Linked DNA regions of Hordeum vulgare: region 1 is linked to region 2. A link is a contact called in public Hi-C data. All regions are on one chromosome and are shown on one strand. The core of a region is the stretch at or near the end of the contact, and the rest is flanking DNA. Distances in the headings are between cores, read along the strand shown.

Region 1 (6,510 bases), core at 2,138-4,637, 620 kb after region 2:
TGTTTTTCTGCATGTTAAGTAAATGTTCCTATGACCATGAGATCATGTAACTAACTAACACCGGAGGTATATCTTGTGTGTATGAAACGTCGCAACGTAACTGGATGACTATAAAGATGCTCTACAGGTAACTCTGAAGGTGTCCGTTGAGTTAGCATGGATCAAAACTGGGATTTGTCACTACGTATGACGGAGAGGTATCTCGGGGCCCACTCGGTAATACAACATCACAACAAACCTTGCAAGCAATGTGACTAAAGAGTTAGCCACGGGATTTTGTATTACAGAACGAGTAAAGAGACTTGCCGGTAACGGGATTCAAATAGGTATAGAGATATCGACGATCAAATCTCGGACAAGTAACATACGGAAGGACAAAGGGAATGTTATATGGGATTAACTGAATCCTTGGCATAGAGGTTCAACCGACAAATATTTTCGTAGAATATGTAGGAGCCAATATGGACATCTAGGTCCCGATATTGGTTATTGGCCGCAGAGTGTCTCAGGACATGTCTGCATAGTTCTCGCACCCGCAGCGTCTGCACATTTAAGGTTCAGTGACGTTTTGTTATAGTTGAATTATGTATGTTGGCTACCGAATGTTGTTCGGAGTCCCGGATGAGATCTCGGACGTCATGATGAGTTCAGAAATGGTCCGGAGACGAAGATTGATATATAGGAAAGGTATATTTAGATGCCGAAAAGTTTTCAGGTATTTTCGGTAATGTACTCGGAGTGACGAATGGGTTCCGGGGGTCCATCGAGAGGGGCCGCCCACCCGGAGAGGGCCACATAGACCTAAAGTGTGGCGCACCAACTCCTAGTGGGCCGGGCGGCCAGCCCAATAAGGCCTATGCGCCAAAGAGGCCAAAAGAGAGAGAGGTGGGGCAAACCAACTAGGAGGCGGACTCCTCCTCCACCAAACTGAATTGGAGGAGGACTCCTCCCCTCCTTGGTGCGCCAGCCGAACCCCTAGGGGTTTCCCTAGGGCTCCACCCCTCCCTCCCTCCTATATATAGTGGAGGAGAGAGAGGCTAGCTGCACCTTAAGCCATGGCGCAACCCCTCTCCCTCCACTACTTCGTGACACCCCGTAGGCTATTCAGGTAGTGCACGACGGAGCCCTGCCGGAGTAGCACCACCATCATCGCCCTCACGCCGTCGTGCTGCCGGAGAATTCAGCTACCTTTTCGTCTCTCTTGCTGGATCAAGAAGGCGGAGATCGTCATCGAGCTGCATGTGTGCTGAACGCGGAGGTGCCATCGATTAGGCGCTAGATCGGGACGGAGTTCGTGGAATGGATTGCGATTTGGATCGCGAAGATGTTCGACTACATCAACCGCGTTTCTTAACGCTCCCCGCTTAGCGAACTACAAGGGTATGTGGATCCGATCTCTCCTCTCATAGATGGTCATCACCATGGATAGATCTTACGTGTGCGTAGGAAAAAATTTGTTTCTCATGCAATGTTCCCCAACATCATACGCTAATACAATTCTAGCATGAATAATAAACTCTTATCATGAACAAGGAAATATGATAATAACCAATTTATTATTGCCGCTAGGGCATATTTCCAACAGCTTGGATGGCGGTCTTTGCTATGAAATGGTTCCACTTTGGTTGCCCATTCAACTTCAACCAATAATGCATGACGGTGAAAATTTTCTTCTCCAACTTCTTGTACACCAAACAAGCACGAGAAGGCTACAAAATGACGTTGTCAACAATGCATATCCAGCTAGTGAGCAACAAAAATAAGCATATTTGTCTTGTGAGCAAGAAAACTAAGCATATCCGGCTAGTGATCAACTATCGTGTTCGGTTATTTATGAACCGCTAGGCCACCGTGCGACGAGATGCTTCAAGTGCCCGCAATACTCCGAGATGGTCTCTTGGATGGTGTACCATCAATGGTTGAGGGACTTCGATTCACGGTTGCGAATGACTACGTCGAAGTAGGGGGCGAGATGCTTGTGTTTGTGGAACCAAATATGAATGTTGTTCCAAAATGTTGTCCCTTTTGCTCCGTGCTATGGATTGGATCGAGGCTAGTGGCCAACCATGCATCGCACATCAGCTCGTCCTCCCGCATGTTGAAGCTTCCTCCTCTACCCTTCTTCTTTGGACCGCCTTATGTACCATCTGGATCATTGTCCTTGCCCTCCTCCTCCTCCTCATGTTCTTGTCCGGCCGCCCAATGTTGTTACGTGCCCACGTCGGTCTGGGTGTAGGTATGTTGTGTGCCCGTTTGGTTGTAGGACTACTGATGCAGGTAGTTGCCAGACTGGGTGGGATCCGAGTCTTCTACATGTACATCCTCATAGCCATATCCTCCGCCGCCGCCTTCGTCATGGATGATGTCGAGCATCTCACTGTCCGGGTCGTCAAACGTCGGGTCTCCCGCTCTAGGCATTGTAGCAAACAGTGTGTGTGCACCCATCTGCTCCCCGCCCGTCGTTTGAGCCCAGACCAGCTACAATGAAGACCACTTGAAGAAGAGCGGCATCGCGTTTACATCGACACTTTAAGGCACCTTCCTGGCGGCGGTTCCGAGTTGCTTGGCGGTACAGTAGTATGGGGCCTTGTAACACTCCGGCCACAACACCGTCTGTATTGCGGGTGCGCCCGTCTTAGCATTGTGGCCTCCACCACGACGTCCACCACGACCACCACGCTCGACGCCACGACCATGCCCACCGACGTCCAACAGCTTCTTGAGATTCTCCTCCTTCGCGGCCTTCGCTTTGACGCAATGAGTTTGCCGCATAGCCGAACTAATCTTCTGGGCGAGCAAGATGCTCGGATCCTCCTCCACCTCCTCCACCTCCATCTTTGACAGGTTCTCCTCCTGTTCCATGTGTCGGCGACGGAAGGAAGGAGAGAGTAGAAGAAAAGGACGGGAATTGGGTGAACATCAACGGAGGATGGAAGAAGGAGTGATGGATTTTGATGCGAAAACAATGCAGGTTGCTGCAAAAACGCGGGCTCCGTCTTCCTTCTGGATGGGCCAAAGAGGATTAGATTCCAACATTTCTCATGCCCGAACTCCTGTAAAACCCTTCACGTTTGGTTCTCGTTTGCAAAAAAATAATGATCCAGACCCTCAACGAACCGATACAAACCTGTATTAGATGACTTTCATGATCCGGACTGCAGAATCCAAATGAACGTGGGGCGTTTAAGGATTGACGTTGGAGGTACCCTGACCTAAACAACCAACCGGAGCCAAACTCCGCAGTACTGGAAACAGCCCACTACCACATAGGATAAAGGTCACCCTCGATATACCAGGCCTTATCCACACGTATCCAAGTGGAGCATCCCCATAGGCCGCTCCTCCGGCAACAAATCTATTTCATCCACTGCAAGTGATCCACATCAGGAACGACCCCACAACAATCTCCCCCTCTCGTTTGCTCTCGCCACCACGCGTCTCCATCCGTCCCGTAGCAGGTAGCACCCACCAGGAAATAAGAGCTAGCTGGCCGGTGCTCCACACGGAGACGTACGATCCTTTGCATCGCAGCACACCAGCTTAGACCATGGCCACCGCCACCTCCACCGTCTACGGCCTCGCCGGCGCCGCACTCGCCCGCCGGCCAGCCTTCTCTACCAGTACGTGCCAGCGTCGATCTCTTATAAGCGCCTAGCTTTTTTCTGTCACCAATTCGACGTTGACGTTGTGTGTCCTGAAATGCTGGGTCTGTGTACGTAGGCTTCACGAGTGGCGGCCGGGTGTCGGCGAGGAACCCGCTGATGACGAGGAACCTGGAGAGGAACGGCAGAATCACCTGCATGACGTAAAAAAAATGACTCTGTCCATACATGCATCGGCGTGTGAATTTCTGTGTCACTGACGGATTGTTTGCTTTGCGTTGTTGGGCGATCAGGTTCCCACGGGACTGGCTGCGGAGGGACCTGAACGTGATCGGGTTCGGGCTGATCGGGTGGCTGGCGCCGTCGAGCATCCCGCTGATCAACGGCAACAGCTTGACGGGGCTCTTCTTCTCCAGCATCGGCGAGGAGCTCGCCCACTTCCCCTCGCCCCCGGCTCTCCAGTCGCAGTTCTGGTCAGGATAAACCCAAACCACTCGTCACACGTTCACGCACTAACCACCAGTACATATATGCTTGTGCTTCAACTTGGGGTTTGATTCTGAAGGTTAAATGTAATTGACACTGCAGGCTGTGGTTGGTGACGTGGCACCTGGGTCTGTTCATCGCGCTCACCTTCGGCCAGATCGGGTTCAAGGGCAGGACCGAGGACTACTTCCAGAAGTAGTGGATTAACTAGCTTTTGGATCATGCATGTGCGTCGTCCTTACTTGTGCTGGGCTACTTCTGCGCATGTGTGTTCAATGTAAAATCTGTCATGCCTTCTGGTTTCGTGCATGCGTGTGGCTTCGCAAGCCGTGTGATTGCTGTTTGTTAATTGCCCCTCTTCCATGCTAAGCACAAAACCGAGTTCAACAAAACCAACAGTAACAACACGCTTTGTCACCATGGCATGTATTTTTGAAAAAAAACTTTAGATCTATTCACCAAACATCATGGTACTACTATTGACACAAGTAATAAAAATACATTCATATCTATAGACCACCGTCCAACGACTACAAGGACTGGACTGAGCTAAGGACGTGTCGTTATCACCATCTCTCCCTCACCGGAGCGAGACAAATTTTACTCTAGTAGATAGTCAGAAAGTCTCTCAAAAGGGCCAGCGCACCAAAACAACATCCATCGTTGAAGAAAAGCATATATGAGAAGGATCTATCATGTAAACATACAAAGGTTGACGAATGAATACCGATCTAAACAGATCCACGGAAGACAAACATAGATTGGATCCTGCAAGATTCGTCGAAGACACACCTCCACACACCCTCCGACAACGCTAGACGCACCGTGAGGACGAAGGCTACGCGGATAGAACCTTGTTCTATCTTCAAGAAGCCGCCGCTATCCCACCTTCCTGAGCAGGACACAAATCCTAAACAAGCTCAAAAACACCTAAAATGAAGCATCACCCCTCCCGCCGGCAAGGGCCGGGATCCACCCCGCCTCCATGGCCCTAAGGCCACGAGAGACGAGACAAATCGACATCGGCGGGGTGGGGGACGGGAACCCTCGTCCTTGGAGGAGTTGCTCGTGGAGGAGGAACGCCACATGCTCCATGACATGTGTGTTTTTGAGTATGACAACCAAGTAGCCACAACTTTAAACTTTTTGTTTTAAAGATAGTTTTGTTCATAGATTTAAATATATTGATTTTGGACTATAGAACAAACTCTTGACACATAACACAAAATATTTTCCTTTGACTGTTTTTGAAGAATTTGAAGATTGCTCACCGCACCATTTTTAACAAAACACAACAATGTGAGCAATTTTTCACCGCTCAAGACAAAGGAAAAGAAATTCGTTGTGGTCCACCATTAAGACTCTTGCAACCAAAAAAATTAAGACTCATGCAACAACTAATCTATGGTGTGTTGACAGTTACCCCTCGAGCACCATTTTTCCTACATCATCAAGATTGTGTTGGACGTATCACCTCATGGAGGGAGATAGATTCGAGAGACCCATTTATCAGACCAGGATTTCTCTATTATGGCTCTTCAGAATGGTCATGAGATGATCGCCATTACCACCTGGTATGTGTGGCGGGTAAGACATCAATTGGTTCATGAAGAGATAGTTCAAGGTGCTTATCATATTACTATGGGGATTCATGCAACGAACTATGTTAGCTCTTTCACTCCAATTGCTACCATTAAAAAAGAGGGTTGCATGCGCCCTGTGTAGTTTGTTAAACTTAATGTCCAAGTTTTTTTTGACCGAGACTTGCTTAGGGGTACAAGTATGGCGGTCTTGAGGGATGATAAATGAAATTTCATTGCTAGGGAAATTGGAAAATCAGCTGGTGTGTGGATGTCGTGACAGCTAAAGCTTTGGTGCTCAGATTTAATCTTTCCCTTGCGCAAAAAGCGGGATGCAACACACTCGTTATTAATTTTGTTAATCTAGAGGTCAGTGACACTATGAAGATTGAAGGACACTGCGACTACGACAATGGTATTTTTTGATGATTATTATCATTTTTATTGTCATTTTTCAATCCCTAGGTTTGAACATTGTAATAGAGAGAAGCAAATAAAGTTGCTCATGAGCTTGCTAGGTTGCCTAGACTTTCTTTGACTTTTCACTGGTTTGAGAAACATCTCAATGAAGTTGTTCCCTTCCTTGTAAATGATGTAACTATTATTTTATTTTGATAAAGTTTGTGTGTTTGTTAAAAATAAGTCGAGAGACCCATTTCCCTTGCACCGTCGGACAATCTTGGTGACACTGCAGTTTGCAACTGGACACAAAATGTATAAATTTGAACAATAACTACACACCTAAAATGTACATTCATGGTCTCCACCACCTATAGAATCATATTCAATAGATGTTGAAATCTCCTTACGGATCACTCATATATATGAAACCACAAAAATCA
Region 2 (6,421 bases), core at 1,093-3,592:
CCAAAGTGGATTTGATGGAGCAGAGCTGCTTTTGATGGAGCAGAGCCGTCCCAAACAGGGCCTAAGCCTTTCTGACACAGTTTTTAATCGTTTTACAGGCTTGTCACAATTTGCAACGGAAGACAGCCTAGCAGAAGCTTTCACGCGTTATGGCCAAGTATTAGAAGGTTTATCCTCATCACTTGCCAGAACAAACTTCCACTGCCAATTGTTCTTCTTGTTACGATCTAAGTTGCAACTTGTTATTATTTGCGCTCAGCCACCATTGTCACGGATAAGATGACCAGCCGATCAAAAGGCTTCGGCTTTGTGAAATTTGCCTCCGAGGAAGAGGCCAATAAAGCACGTGAAGAGATGAACGGCAAGGCAAGTTTTTTCTTTTCTTCTCTTCTTTTGAAGAACTAGCAGGAACCGTGCGTTTATCAATATAGGGCTTGTTGCTAGTTCAATATATTAGTAATCTGTATGTTTTGCCGCTCCATTTGAAAAAAAGAAGAAGAAGTGCTGAGCAATGCAAGCTTGCAACAGGTACTTAATGGGCGAGTTATATATGTCGACATTGCAAAGGCCAAACAGGACCGTGCTGCAGACGTAGTTCCAATAGCAAGAGGCCCTCCTAATCCAGTCGGCAACAACTGAAAAATGCCCGTTGTGCTGATGCTTGTAGCTTCAAAAACATATAAATAAAGTAGATTGCGATTCTCTTAGAGAAAAGCTGATGTGTAATTATGCTCAATTTTATGTTTTGCAAGAACAGATTTTTTAGAATGTAATCCACGCGTAATATTGTGCTGAATTTTATGTTCTGCAAGCAGAAGAGCACATCCAAAGAGCATATCAGATAATGTTGCCCTTCTTTAACCTCCTCGTCGTCGACAGGTTGCTGATGCAATCAAGTGATAGAGCAATGTTTTCCCCATGGCTGCCCTGGAGCCTATGCTTTGCTGTTCATACTTAGTAGAGTAGTACTTTAAATAAACTTTATTAATTGCTGCAGGTGGGGGAACAGTAGATTTTGATCGTACGTACTGTGGCTGCGAATGCACTCAATGTAGATACTTTTCCCCCCATATCTAAGGAGAACTGTGCCATTTGAATGTCACATTGCTTGATAGTACGATTTTTTGAATGCCAATGCACTCATAGGCAGATTTTTCTGTCCCTCCATTTCTCTGTCATTTTCACCTAGATTATTAGGAGGACAACTTTGTCACCAGAAATCTAGAATGGATGTACGCACTCTAGCTGCCAGGGAGAAGATGTAAATACACGTTAGTTCTTGCTTGATGCTGTCTTATTTGGAGCGCAGAAATACCGTTGGAATCTTACACAAAACATTTCATTTCCTGCATGATGCCTACTGTGCACCTACATCATGCATGAATGAACTCCATTGCTGGATCCGTCCGTCGGTGGCAAGAAGCCAAGAAGAACTTGTCACCGGAGCACGACGGTGGCGAAGAAGGCCAGCACGGCGACGGCGCTGGCGGCGGAGCAGCACAGGTCTACGAGCACCTCTCTTCGCGCCTTGCTCTCCTTCCTCCCCTTTTTGTTCCGGACGAACACCTCGTACCTCGCCTTGGCCTCCTCCCGCTCCCTCTCGCCTCCCCTCCTCCGCGCTTCCATTGCCGCGGCGAGGAGCCGGAGGGCGCCCTCGCCGCTCACCGCTGCGCCGTCGGCGTTCTCCACGGCGAGGCTGACCTCGCTGACGTGTCCGGCCTCCTCGGAGCAGGCGACGGTGGTCTCGAAGTTGCACCCGCCCAGCACCACCGCGAACCTCACCAGCATCTCGCCGGTGTACCAGTGCCGGCCCAGGGCCACCGCCCGCCTGCTCGACACGTTCACCGCCCGGCCGCGGGCGGGGTCGACGACCACCCAGCTCAGCTCGAGCTCCGCCGGAGAGAAGGCCGCCGCCACCGGCGCCGGCTTCTTGCAGTCGACGGCCTCGACGCGGAACGGCGCGCTGAGGAACCACGGCGACGACGCGGGCGTCTCCACCACGCGGGACAGCACGGGCGCGCCCCTGTAGTACACGTCCACCGCGGAGACGAGCTTGGCGGGGAGCACGCCGGCGCCGAGCTCCCCGGCGTCCGGGCACGGGAAGGGGGACGCGTCGGCGAAGAGGCGGCGCGGCGGAACCGCGGATAGGAGCCCGTGCCGGTGCTGCTGGGCCGCGAGGGACGGCCACTCGGCGAGGCAGAGCGCGCGCCACGTGCCCGGGTCGGCGGCCAGCGCGCGCAGCCCCGCCGTCGCGCAGCTCGCGGCGGCCAGCGAGCGGCCGTCGAGGCGGCGCAGCGCGCAGGCCAGCACGTCCGCGTGCAGGTCCTCGATGGTAGACACCATGTCTTTTTCGTTCGGCTTCTGGAGATCGAGACCGACGGTAGAGACTTTGAGTGACTCGCTTGGCTGTGCGTGGCGGGCTATATAGATGGCGGGGAAGCGCAGCGCGCCCTGGTTTCCGCGGAAACGACGGCCCGACCAGTATAATTTCGCGATGCACTACAGTGGCAGTGGCAATCAAGCCCGCGCGGGTGTGGCAGTGCGCGGTGGCAGACGCGCAGGCTGCACGCGTCGGCGCTCCAGGCCGTGCCGGCTGCACGCGTGGCACTTGGTCAATGGGGGTCCCGTAACCGAGGGCGCAGTCTGCCATTCCTATTTCACCCCGAGAGCATCAAATCGGATCTCACGTCTCTCATTCTGGTCCAGTTGAGCTGAGCTCCCCCCGAGATACATTGTGCAGTGGCAAACACTATTCACTATTCAGAGGAGTCCGGTTCAGAGACCCTGGGAAGCGGAGACCGGCACATCTCTAATCTCGGATGGTGCTGCGCCACGGGTCTGTTTAGCCGGCCCAACATTTCTCTCCCCGCGATGCACGCTGGTGAGCGGCGACTGGTCGTGATCGTCGTTCATGTAAACGCAAGCGACGTGCTCTCGCGGCGCGTCGCGTGGCGTACCTCTCATCTCATGAACCTTACGACCGTACGTGCTGGGATGATGATGGGCACCGGTAGCCGTCAGAGTTTCTTGGGCTAAAGTATGGGAAGCCTTAATTCCGCGGTCAGTGTGCCGGGGACTTGATTGCGTCAAAGCACATCCATCGTTTTTCTTGAGGAGAGGCCACATGTCTATGTAAGTATGTAGTACGTAGTATCTTCTTCCTCGGGCGATCGATCGGCATCTGTGCTGCTGGCCAAGGGACAGTTGGAGGAGATTAATGTCTTATCATTCTATGAGGTCCTACTGTCTCTCTACATAGGAGGCTCAAACCATGCGCATTCTTTCTCTTCTTTTCCAGCGTCCAGACCACTAAAACCACGTGCCTTTTCCTCTCGAGATATTCAGTAAGCTCGGAGATTTCATCATGTCACAATGGAGCGTTAACGCGGGAATTTATGATTCCGTGTCTAAGCCACATGATAAGCATACCAGGATCTTTGCTCCTCGGTTTTCAACTTTCAAAACCGGAGCATGGCCGCAGTCTTTGTCAGGATTGACTGAGAGCGAATGACCGCACCCGCAAAATAAATAAATAAAAGAGAGCGAATGACCGGAGAGAAATAAATTGAGACCCGAGTTTGCTCTTATAAAGAATCTACTCCCTTCGTTTCAAAATAAATATCGTTGTTTTAATATAAATTTTGTACTAATTTAATTTAAAATTTGCGTTATCTATTTTGGAACAGAGGAAGTATTTATTTTGCTAACCAGATGCAGATCGTTCTCGCAATAAGGTCAGATTTTTCATAAGATTGACTGAGCAAATAATGAAGACCCGAGTGGCTTATATTATGGGTGACATCATTATCTAGGTATTGCAGTCCTAATCTCTTTATGGCAAGCATGGCTGGCCATCATGACATCTAAGGTCCTGTTTGGTTTCAAATAAGTCACCAACTTATAAGTTGAAAAGTGCAAAAAGTGACTTATTTTGCCAAACGGACCCAACTTATAAGTCACCCGACTTATAAGTCATAAGTTGCTCCACCCCAACTTAAAACTTATAAGTCATCTACTTTTGCATGGGAAGGTGTGGTCAGGTGACTTATTGGTCAGATGACAACCAAACATGCGTGAATTATAAGTCATTGGTTTTAAGTCACCTGACTTATTGAAACCAAACAGGCCCTAAGCCTTGATGCATCAAACTTGGGGCGCAGGTTCTTCCAGAATCACTCAATAGAGAGGACAGCGTTTTACGAGTGTTTGTCATATACTCCCTTCATTTCACAATGTAGTGTATATAGATTTTTAAAAAGTCAAACTTCATAAGCTTTGATTAACTTTGTGAAGAAAAACATTTATATTTAGAATACCAAATATATCTTATTATTTCATCACAAGATGTACTTTCATATTATATATATTTGGCATTGTAGATAAAAAAGATTTTTTCTATAAAGTTGGTCAAAAATTGTATTGTAAAGTTTGACTTTGCAAAAAACATATATACATTACATTATGAAACAGAGGGAGCACAACATATAGGTGATTACCTTTGCAATGCAATTGTCCCTACTGTTCCATATGCCTAATTCATTTCCTTGCGAAGCTGTTCGCAAAGGTTCTCACCTTGAGCGCATCATGCCTTGGCGACCTTGTGTCGGCCAACCAAAACATCTTCATAGCAGGCCGGGGTGCGCACGACAAATTCATCTCCACGCGAAGCTGCTCGCATATTTATTGCATTTATTTCAGTCTAGCTGATGCTATTCCTTGAGTGTTATGACATGGATGTCAACTACGAGATGCCTGCGATAACTTCATCATTCTCATATTGCACTTCTAGTTTACCTTGGGATCTCAAGGAGCTACATACTCCACTCTCAACCTCATTGACATCGGCCATCGTCGAGCGCTTGACCTCTCCTCCCTTGAGGAGCCATTCACCTTGGAGGAGATCTGGGAAGCGGTCAAGAAATTACCTTCCGGCAAGTCACCCAGCCTAGACGGGTTCATCTCTGAGTTCCTCCGCTCATGCTGGGATGTCATCAAGTATGATCTCTGTGTGGTCTTCGACAAGCTTTACGCCCTCAATGCTCGGGCATTCCAGAGACTGAATGAGGCACTCATATTCCTCTTGCCCAAACTGGACGTGGACACGCTATTTGACTACCGTCCGATTAGCCATATCCATTTGGTGGCGAAGCTGTTCGTGAAAGTCTTATCTCTTCACCACGCCCCAAGGCTTGAGGAACTTGTCCCTATAAACCAGAGTGCCTTCATTGCCGGTAGGAGCGTCCATGATAACTTCCTCCTAGTCAAGCGGACTGCAAGACAACTGCATGAGCTCAAGCAACCTCGCATCATGCTAAATCTAGATATTGCACGGGCTTTCGACTCGGTTTCCCGGCCCTTCCCCCTCCAGGTAGTACAACACTTGGGCTTCGGCCCACGGTGGCGCGAGTGGGTTTCCATCCTCATATCCACCACACGAGTTCTGATCAATGGCGACCTAGGCCCACCCATTTCCCATTGGAAGGGCCTTTGTCAGGGTGATCCAGTATCGTCGATGCTCTTCTTGGTCATCAACACCCTGAATTCATTGCTACAACACGCCGTGTCATCTGGCATCATCCGTCAGCCCACGCATCGCCACACCGCCTCCAACGTATCCTTGTTTGTGGACGACGTGGTTATCTTCTGCCACATTGACACTTCTGAGCTCACCACGGTCAGCAGACTTTTGGACTTATTCGGGGACGTGTTCGGCCTATGGACTAACTTTGCTAAGTGCTTGGCCTTGCCCATCCAGTGCCCCTCCACGACCGTCGCTTCGATTGGCATAGCGCTTAGCTGCCCGGTTACTTCATTCCTGGTGAACTATCTTGGTCTTCCCCTCTCACTCCGGAAAGTACCACCCTACCACCCGATGCCCCTTGTCGACAAGCTATTGGGCAAGCTTGCCACATGGAAGGCGGCGCTACTAACGTGCGACGAGCGCTTGGCCCTGGTCCAACATGTGTTGACTGTCATGCCCGTCCACATCCCCCTCGCCATGACTCTCTCCCCTCCAATTCTCAAGAAGGCGAATAGAATCATCCAGGACTTTCTCTGGCATGGACACAAAGACGCAAGGGCTGGCTCCTGCCTTGTCAGTTGGGCACGTGTCTACCGCTCGATCGATCTTGGAGGATTTGGCATCCGGAATCTCTATCGTACGGGTATATCTCTCCGGGTTCGTTGGCTTTGGCTGCAAGCAACTGATCGCGTGCGACCATGGTCCCATCTTCAGCTATCGAACGACGCCAAGGCTAATCAGTTCTTCCGCGCATACACCACCTGTACTATGGGCGATGGTACTTCCTGCCGCTTCTGGGTAGACCCTTTGCTTGAAGGTAGCTCTATTTCTCTAATGGCTTCTGCCTTGGTGGCCCTTGTCCCAGCCATGAAGCGGTGTACCCGGACAGTGGCCGCATCC

What was found. Hi-C and Micro-C count contacts between places; a contact is called where the count stands out from the background.
Region 1: a contact with region 2 is called in a Hi-C map of leaf, with 4 times the contacts expected there. The contact joins the promoter of LOC123426675 here to the promoter of LOC123428214 in region 2. A contact is called at or near these places in 4 of 6 Hi-C or Micro-C datasets (leaf and seedling).

Annotation. Positions count from the first base shown.
Region 1 is chr2H:464,933,699-464,940,208 of MorexV3_pseudomolecules_assembly, forward strand. LOC123426675 (photosystem I subunit O) reads left to right here and starts at 3,388. Exons shown (of 4, transcript XM_045110542.1): 1 at 3,388-3,620; 2 at 3,721-3,805; 3 at 3,896-4,075; 4 at 4,191-4,437. The coding sequence starts at 3,548. The coding sequence ends at 4,287.
Region 2 is chr2H:464,315,756-464,322,176 of MorexV3_pseudomolecules_assembly, forward strand. LOC123428214 (probable F-box protein At2g36090) reads right to left here and starts at 2,343. Exons shown (of 2, transcript XM_045112399.1): 1 at 1,330-2,343; 2 at 1,075-1,245. The coding sequence starts at 2,343. The coding sequence ends at 1,438. LOC123426674 (small RNA-binding protein 11, chloroplastic-like) reads left to right here. Exons shown (of 4, transcript XM_045110541.1): 2 at 99-167; 3 at 260-366; 4 at 529-861. The coding sequence ends at 639.